Regions from separate parts of the Mus musculus genome. Here region 2 is linked to region 1. The links are chromatin contacts, called in public promoter capture Hi-C maps. All regions are on one chromosome and are shown on one strand. The core of a region is the stretch at or near the end of the contact, and the rest is flanking DNA. Distances in the headings are between cores, read along the strand shown.

Region 1 (4,763 bases), core at 1,501-4,000:
CTTGCTCTGGGCTATTCAAGTCCTCTTTATGGTCATTTTGTTTTTTGTTTTTCAGGCTACTTGTAGTCCATATGATGATGTTTAGAAGGCTGTTTTCTGATAAGAAGCAACTGTTAAGAGGACTTTCTATGCATTGCTGTTCCTTGAAACACTTAACGTGAATTCAGTCATCCATCGCTGCCTCCAACAAGCCCACGGTGTTAGTGCCTCAGCCTTCATCTTTAGAGCTATTGGGGAGTAAGAGGTTAGGTACCACGTCCAGGTCACAGTGGGCAGATGGTGGGGCCAGGACTCAAACCCAGGCTGTTGGTCTGGACATATTTGCATAGGTTGGGCCGAATGACATCAGTCATTCCTATCAGCCCTGTCCCAAGCATTCTCAAGACCCACCCAACTAAGCACAGAGGGCTCCCCATCCCTCCCTCCCTGAGCAATGAAGAGCCTGATAAGGTTGGACTGGAATCAGTCTTGAACACATGGATATTGTGAAGCCTGTCTGGCATGGGGCCCCTGAAGTGTGCCTTCTACCTGCCAGGGGTATAGATGGCAGAATCTGACCTAGACTCTTTGTAGGATAAAGCAGATAATTATGAGAGAGAGAGAGAGAGAGAGAGAGAGAGAGAGAGAGAGAGAGAGAGAGAGAGAGAGAGAGAGAGAGAGAGAGAGATTCTCCTTAGAATTGCAACAGCCCACCCAAGTCTATGTAAAAAAACAAAGCTTACACTTATCTTTGAATATTTAATAGCTTGTCAGAGGGAGTGTTCTTTCCCCTTTACGGTTGAAGAACCTGGGGGCTAGGGTAGCTGAGATGTTAAATAACTTACTTACAACCCTCCTGCCTCCACTTCTGAGTGCTGGGATTGCAGCCATGCCTGGTTTAATAAACACTTAGTGAGGTAACTACTAACTACACTATAAGTCTTTCAGCAGGCAACTCACACTTTGGTGTGAGCTGCCTGATGTGGAGGCTGGGACTTGAACTCACGTCCCCTACAAGAGCAGTGCACACTCTTAGCCGCTGAGCCGTTTCCCTGGCCCCACAGTGTGTATTTCTTATTTGCTCATTGGCTATAGGAGCCTAAGCTTCACAAAGGCAGAACTGTGACATAGACTCACCTACTCTGCTGCTATAGAGCTCCAGCTTGGAACTCACACAGAGCCCACTCTGGCCTCAAACTTGTGGCAATCCTCCTGCCTCTGCCTCTTGAGTTCTGGGATGGCAGACATGAACCACTGTATCTAGTTTGGTTTTGTCCACCCTTAATCCTCATTTTCCAGCTACACGGCCTGCACAAAAAGTGTTATTTGTTAATTACTCTTTAATTGGGGGATTTCTTACAGAGAACTTGGGTATCTGGAGTTCCTTAAAGATTTGGCAACACTAGTCCTGGGGAAGTTCAACTTTCAGCACGCTTCAGTTGCCACCAGGCTGTATAATCTAACCAGCCCATTTCACTCCTTTTCATTATCTGTCTTTGAACTCGTTCGTGTCCCTGCGTGATCAGGGCTTCAATTGCTTGTTCTACACACAACTGAGGAGCCCCTGAGAGGGGGAAGGATGGCTTGACAGAACTCTGGAGGGCTGAGTCTAGACTAAAGTTGAGTTGTGGGCTTTGTGTGAGGTTCAGTGTAGTAGGTTCCAGACCTTGGCCCCCAGGTAACACGGGCCTTTTATCCAGAATCATTATAATAAGAGAGTGTCCTGAGATAAAATATATGTCAGGCTGAGGGAGCAGATGAGTTGCAAAATACTCGGCTTGGTTTGCACAAGGCTCTAGGTTTAATTCCCAATATTAACCAACCAATAATCAAATACATGCCTTCAAGATTATACCCGAGTACCCAAACTCCTAACTTTCATGAAAGCTGACCGGGTGTCCTGATGCCCCTCTGGTGCCGATGCAAATTTGGTAGACCAAGGTGATTAAGTCTCCTCGCTCACTCCATGCATCCAGCACTAGCAGTTGCAACCGTGCAGCTCTGAGCCTTTGCACAGGCACTTGCCTGGGAACTCCCACACAAGCGGAGCTTAGCAGCCCACAGGTTGAAGGGCCCCTTATGGCTCCCTAGCAGATATGCCTGCTGCAACCATGTGTCTCTCACAAAATTGTTCAGAATGTAGCCAGGCGTAGTGGGTCATGCCTGTAGTCCCAACTCTGGGAAGGCTGAAGTGGGAGGAATATTGCGACAGAATTCGAGGCTAATCTAGGTTACACAGCCAGTGTCAGGGTAGCCTGGGACAGAGTGGGTCTCTGCCCTAAGAGGGGGGGGGGGAGTTCAGACGGTTTGGAATGCTTAAATGGACAGATGCACGCAACAGGCAGTGTCCCACTCGCCAAGATGGATCCTTTTCCGCGTCAGTGGTCTGGCTGAGCCAGACTGCTCTTTCCCCTCCTTCCCAGAGCAAGCGCCGGGCAGTACAGGGCGGCCCCAGCCGGAATGCAGCTTCGGTCACAGTCCCACCCATGGCCCCGCGGCACCAGTTTCAGCCCCGGCCAGGGTGGGGACGGCCGCGCAGAGTCCTCCTTCAGGTCCTCTACACCCTGCCGGCCTACCTTGCCCCCGGTGCTTAGAACCTGCCAAGGCCACGTTTCCACGCTCCCGAACAGTGAGTTCCTGATCATGCCCAACATGGTGACGCCGTGGGGTCTGGCCGATCGAGCGTACACTCACTGGCAGTAAGGTCCACAGGGCGAGGGGCAGTAAGCGCGTGAGTAGACAGGCGATTGGGGCGGGGCTGCGGCGGTCTCCGCCCACTGGGCGACACCGGGCGTGGCCTGGGCAGCGTCCCCCAAACTCCACCCACGTGAGCCCAGTCTCCTGGGTGCGGAGCTGGTTCAAGCCTGTAGCACCCCACTTTGTGTATACTTTCCTTAGTCACCCTCTTCCTACCTCACTGCATCTCACAGATGATTAAAAACAAACCGTGTTCGTTCTTTTGTGACAGGGTCCTGCTATGCAGCCTACGCTGGCCTGAGGATCCCTCCGCTTCAGCTTCTGGAGCACTGGGCTTGCAAGTGATCACTGTCACTCCTGGCTTCATCTTCTAAGGGGATGGAAAAGCCACTCTTAACCTTTTTCTTACTGTTTTCTTTTTTAACTTTGTCTTTTTAGTTTGTTGGGCAGGGTCTCAGTGTCCAGGCTGGCCCAGAACTCACTATTGTAAACAGGGTGGCTGGGAACTCTGCTGTCTTCCTGTCTCAGCTTCCTCCGAGCTGAGGATTATGGGAGTGCGTCACCATAACAAGCTCTACAGTGCATTTAAAAATGGTTTTACTTTAAGGTGTGTGCGCGCACACTGGTGCGTTGTATTCCCCTGGGAGCTAGTATCACAGGAGGTCCCAAAGGTGGGTGCTAGGAACAGAACTGAGATCCTCTCTGAAGGCAGTGTGCGTCTTTAAGAGCTGAGCCATCCCTCCAGTCCCAACAGTGTATTAATCACAAGTTTCACACTACTTGCCCAAACAACAGCTCGTTCAGTCCCCTTATAACCTAACCGATTTTGTCAGGATTTATTTTATTTGAGTGTTTGTTTCTTGCCAAGTACTTTGTAAATATTACCTGTACTCTAGTACACTCTAGGATCATTAATATACACACACCACATAATAGTATCACAGATATTATTAGGGTACTAGATACTAAATCTACACACATCACACAGTCCTAGTATCACAGTTGTACATGTACCCATCTTACGGGGGTGGGGAGGTTGAGGGAATGGTGTGAAGATACTGAATAGGAGCAAAATGCATATGCAAATGATATGCAAATGATATATACATAAACTGTCATAGTGAAGCCCATTGCTTTATATGCTATCTGTCCTGGTCAACTTGACACAAACAAGTGTTATTTGAGAAGAGGAACCTCCATCGAGAGCTTGTCTGCATCAGATCACCTGTTAGCCAGTCTGCGGGGGCAATTTCTTGATTAATGACTGAGATGGGAGGTTCCATTCAACTGTGTATGGTATTGCCCCATGGCAGGCAGTTCTGAGTTGTTAAGAAAGTAGGTTGAGCAAGAAGACCTAAGGAGCAAGCCACTAAACAGGACTTCCCCACGGGGTCTGCTTCAGTTCCCACCTCTGGGTCCCTGCCTTAAGTGATGGAATGTGACTGTGTGTCCATTGTGTCCAAGTGTGGAGCATTGTAAGAAAACAATAAACCTTTTCCTCTCAGAGTTGCTTTTGATCATAACAACATATTATTATTAACATAAAATTTTATATATTATATATTAATATTTTACACAATATTGTACATATTATATGTTACATATAATTAATAATAAATTGTTATTGTTATAGTACCAATATAGTGACAAAAGCAGAGGGAGAAAAAGAGGAAGTCTGAATCAAAATAAACAGGTTTTTCAAACCACTGAAAGCTCGTGGTTTATAACCCCCTGACCCCGCAGGAATGGACCCTCTCTTACCCCCTTCATATCTGGCTTCTCTGAAAGGCCACTTCAAATCCTGTGTCTTTATGACCAGTGGAACAGGTTCCTCTTTGTTCTAATGTCCTGCCCATGTGACATTTGTTCGTGCACCTTGAACCTGATGGCTGAAATGGCTTAGGTTGGCTGCTACTGAGCTGTGATCTGAATCGTCCGTTGTGTGTAGCTGCTGTATGTGTATGTGTGTCTCCTTGACAAAGGGAAGTGGAGGCTGAGCTAGGCAGAAGTCTCAGCAATAGTCATAACGATGTCCTCAAGTTTGGTGGGAAGAAATACTCACGTTATTAACTGCGTATGAAAAGAGG
Region 2 (4,763 bases), core at 597-3,096, 3.0 Mb after region 1:
TTAAAAGGGTGATAAGGAGAAAGGTTAAAAATTGGAATCCTTTTTACTCAAACTAAGACAAGCTAAACAATAATACTTATCCTTTTCAGTCATCTAAAGCACACCGAGGATGCAAGAGGAAGGGAAAAGCTGTGCTTGCACCCACAACGCTGGGGTATAGCCCCCCTTTAGCTTTAAACTTCATCATCAAACCAAGTATCTTGCATTCACTAAAGTGTTTGCTGAATTAAATCTATTACAAGCAAATGCTCATATTATACTAAAGACAGCAACAGATCTTTCTGCTATATGCACACGTAAAATCACATTTACCAGATGGTCAATAATTAGTAGGGCGTTACAGCAGAAACCCTTTATGTATTGATTAACTAGCCGATAGTTTGGACAAAGTTCAATGAGATCATTAGATGACTGAGATGCTCTTTGTAAAAGTGTGCCCTTGTTTTCCCACTGGCTTTCCGAAGATAAGAGTTAAGAATTTTTGTGCACCTTTCTGTGTAATCTTGCCTTCAGGATTTGTGCTGTCTTCCTTGGTGTAAATGAAGAGCTCTTTAAGTCCTTGCAGTACTAACCGCTCTCAAGGAAATTCAGAAAGCTCTGCTCCACTGCACTCAGTGTTCTGGTGTGGCCCCAGAGAGGAACTGAACAATGTTTTCAACTGAAATGAAAAGGTCGACCAAACACTCTTTTCAGATGTTCTACCAATCATGCCTTTAAAGAAACCATCTTCAGGACTGACTGACTTCAGCTTGGGTCAGCACATTGCTTCTTAATTCCTTTTAGTTTTTGGAAGGGATATAAAATAGAACTGTCTACTGAATCTTGAAAGTCAGAATCAGAGTGGGTCCTGGTGAGAAAAATCTTAGCCCTTGGGGGCTGAGGCAGGAATGGTCATAAGTTTGTGTACAGACTAGTGTGTACCACGCGTTCCAGACAGGGCTAAGTAACAAAATCCTCTCTAAAACGACAAATAAAACCAAACCAAAGAGGCACCCAGCTAAAACTCAGAAAATTAAGTGGTTCATACTGAAGAAGGAGGAGGAAGAAGACGAAGAGGAGGAAAATGAAGAAATAAAAAAGAGAATAATCGTGTAAAAGAAAGGAAGGAATAGAAAGAAAGGAAGAAAGAAAGAGAGAGAGAGAGGGAAGGAGGACAGGAGGGAGGAGGACAGAAGGGAGGGAGGGAGGGAGGGAGGGAAGAAAAGAAAAGAAAGGAAAAGAAAAGAAAAGAAAAGAAAAGAAAAGAAAAGGAAAGAAAAGAAAAGAAAAGAGAAAGACTGATTGATTCTCAGAGCAATGTGGGGCACAGGTGTAAACTGGTAAAGTTCCCGAGTGAAATGTTGCAGATGGGAACTTATCAACCTTAGAGCTCTCAGAGCTGGAGCTTGGCCATTACTGTGGGGCTCTGTGATGTGCAATAGCTTTGATGTTGCCCTAACGACCCTGCCCCCTTGCAACACTTTCCTAAGTCACTGTGAAACAAGTTAGTTGCCTAACAGACTCATAATTTCGCAGGTTTCACTTTGCACCCTGAAGGTATTCACAGCAATAGAGCCCCTCCCCCGAGATTTACATTTCCTTAAAACATTTTCTTTTTAGGTTTTCCAAATTCAACACTAAGGTCTTTTTGTTTCCAGCGACATAAAAGTTAGCAACCCCTTCCTTGCTTCCCTTCTTCCGGAGCCGGAACAGAACTGCCAAGATCCTTAGCAGAGAAAGACCCTCACCAGCCACAGCAGTTTCGGGGCGATTCAGGGGTGGGATTTGGCAAGCTCCGAAGGCGGGGCTTGGCACGGTCAGGAGGCGGGGTGATTAATAGAAAAATAGCCTGAAAAAGGGCGGTGCCAGCGCGGGTCCTGTTGGTGAAAAGTCCCAGAAGTGCACAGGCTCGGCAGGACAACTTGCAGCCCTTCTCCCTGGATTCAGGTGGGTGCTGCGCACGGCCACGGTGCTGCTCCCAGGCTAGGAGTGGGTGGGTGCAAGGGGCCGGTGGGTGGCAGGTGTAAGGCTAGAGAGTGGCTGTGCCTGTTTGAAAAGCCTTTGTTCCCTTTAGTTGTTTAAATGACCACCCCCCGCCCCCATTTTTGTGGCCCGCTCTAAATGAGAATTGTGCTTTTCTGTTCCTGCATTAAGTTTTCCTTTCTCAAACTCCAAGAAGAAACTTGGGAGCACGAGTCTTTTCATGTTTAAGAGATGGTTTTCTTATTTCTTATTTTCAAGCCCAAGTAGCATTCCCTTTGAAAGGGTCTCTTGATCTTGAGGGGAGGGGAAAAAAAATACATGCAAGTTGTAACAAGATGAGAAGTCACTGCGGTTTCAGCAACTTCTGTCCTTTCCCAGGGAGTAAAACCCTACAGTGTCCCGGGTGACTTGGACATGCAGGCCTTTCAACTTGTTGAAAAGTTGTTTGCTTTTCTAGATTCTCCTGTGGTAGGCAAGAGAAATCTCTACAAGTCTTTACACTGGTACTTTTGATATCATATGACTTACAGACTTAGCAGAGCAGCAGAGCGTGCTCTGTTGTGACTGTAGCCTGATGACCAAAGACCTGAGGGCGCAGCCCTTGGGCAGCTACTCCCCAGAGCCGCCCTCCCCTGTGGCCACTGTAGTCTGGCCCCACTGAGGCTGTAGGGAAGGTGCCTGGGACTCTGATCATGTGTGTATTTCTGTTCTTCCTCTGTTGCAGCCCTCTTTTCTGTCCTCACAACAAATGTGTTTGCTGCTTTCGATCCATTGAAAATTGAAGAGTCATGGCCTTGTGGCTGTGTGCCCAGATTTTCCAAGTTTCACAATACTGATGCAGATAGGGCAAACAGTTTTGAGAAGAAAAGAACTTTGCTTTTTCTTGGCTGAGGGCCCATGAGGAGAAAGAGGAGTATTTCTCAACTGCAGATAGCACTGGGGCAAAATATGACAACAGGAGTTACAGGAGAAGCTTCCAGGAAATGAGAAAACAGCACCCCACAATTCCTAGAATGGAATTGTGAGTCCAGGAACTATACAGGTCGGCGATGACAGGGCTCCAGAGACAGGCAGGTGGGGTCTCCAGTCTCCATTGTACCACCTGGCCTTATTTATACCCTACTCAAGCTTCTTTCCTTCAAAGTAGAAGAAAATGGTTTCTGTGTCGGAGTCTTTCATCCCAAGCTGTTTTCAGTCAACTGGTGGGCATCCCTTTGCTCTCTCCTGACAGGCATCCTGGGTAGGTGAAGAGACCCTTGTGTGATGGTGATTGTCCCGGGAGAGGGAGGGCCTAGGGCTTAGAGGGTGGACTAGCAGGCCAGGCACTGAGCTACAAACACTTTGGAAAACAGAACCCCACTGTTTTAGGATCTTGAGAGAAAGGTTTAGCCATCAGAACCTGAGACTTGACACTTGGCCACTTTTGTTATCCGCAGCTTCCGGCTGCGATGAGGTCATAGCAAACTGTAGGTAGTACCCTCTACTGCTGCATCTTCTACAGGCCTCAAGTTCTGGTCCCCTTAGGGTTGAGGGTAAGAGGCTCATCAGCCTTGGCAGGGTTGATGTTCTAGCTCCTGGGCTTGGAGTAGGGAGTCTAGACATTGAGCAACTCTGGAGTTTCTGAGTTCAGCATCGGAGTTTCTACCTTTGGCTCTTATTGTCTTTCTCACCTCTATTTTACCTCCTTTCTGCCCCAGTTGCCCCTAGCACCCCTCCGCTGTCCTTCCATGGCTTTTGTCCTGCTGCCTTGGGACTCAGTGTTCTTCCTTGGCTTCTCAGGCAGGTCGCTATGCTAGTGATGAACAGCACATGAAGTCAAGAAACTGGATGTGAGGATGTAGGCTTGGAACCCTAGCCCTTGAGAGGCTGGGGTAGGCATGCAGTGAGTTTGAGGCTAATCTGGGCTACATTGTGAGACTCGATCTCAAACGATCACATGTACACACTCAATATATAGACGATAAAAGGTTCTCAAGGGAAGGCTTTTGATGCTGCCATGCCAGGAAGCAGCGTAGAAGGTGCCTCTATGTTGGCTTACAGAGTAATCCAGAGAGAGTAGGTTGGCGCAGATCATAGCAGGCATTCATGAGTGAAGGGAAGGGCTGTGTTCTCACCCACCGTGGCACGGCCCCTCATACACGGGATAAGCTGCATTTGCACCAATCACAGCAGTCCACCACATGCAAAGAGAGAACTGCTCAGCAGCTAAGCTCCCAATTGGACTCCCCTCTCACTTGTGGAAAAGGTTTTGAGGTTTCCAGGATTCGCCCAGCTTGTGATGACTAAACATCTGGTGCAGCCATGGCTGGGACGAGGCCTTCAGGAGCCAGGGATGTGCATTGGAAGCAAGCAGCTGTGGTACTGTGTTGCCTACTTGAGGTGTCCATAAGGTACTCAGATGCTGGCGTGACAGTACTCCATCTGGGTGACTGACTGATGCTCTTGGGCATCAGTCATGTGCTGTGGGCAGCCTGGGAAGGGACTCAGATCACCCTGTCCACCCACACATTTGCTGACACACAAGAAAATAAATATCAGAAGGAGTGCTTACAGTAGGGGCTTACTTAAATTAATAATGATGTTAATAGTCTTTATCAGTGTTTCAATATGCTTAACCCCTTAATATCCCTTAAGGGAGAGGGGGGCCACTCACTTGTCTTACAGGGAGGTCTGGTATAACAAGCCTTTTGCAAACCTTTATCTGATTAGAACACTGCTACAGCAGGAGCACCTTTATCCAGCACTCACCCGGCACTAGCGATTATTAAAGTCCTTCATAGTCACTTAGTGCATAAAAAACA

The links. Promoter capture Hi-C pulls out the DNA fragments that hold promoters and counts their contacts.
Region 2: a contact with region 1 is called in a promoter capture Hi-C map of liver, with 4 times the contacts expected there. The contact joins the promoter of Mgst1 here to the promoter of Hebp1 in region 1. A contact is called at or near these places in 2 of 39 promoter capture datasets (the 3T3-L1 cell line and liver) and 1 of 484 Hi-C or Micro-C datasets (liver).

The regions. Positions count from the first base shown.
Region 1 is chr6:135,165,465-135,170,227 of GRCm38.p6, forward strand. Hebp1 (heme binding protein 1) reads right to left here and starts at 2,751. Exons shown (of 4, transcript NM_013546.3): 1 at 2,556-2,751. The coding sequence starts at 2,633. RefSeq lists an enhancer at 191-464.
Region 2 is chr6:138,138,681-138,143,443 of GRCm38.p6, forward strand. Mgst1 (microsomal glutathione S-transferase 1) reads left to right here and starts at 1,847. Exons shown (of 4, transcript NM_019946.5): 1 at 1,847-1,926.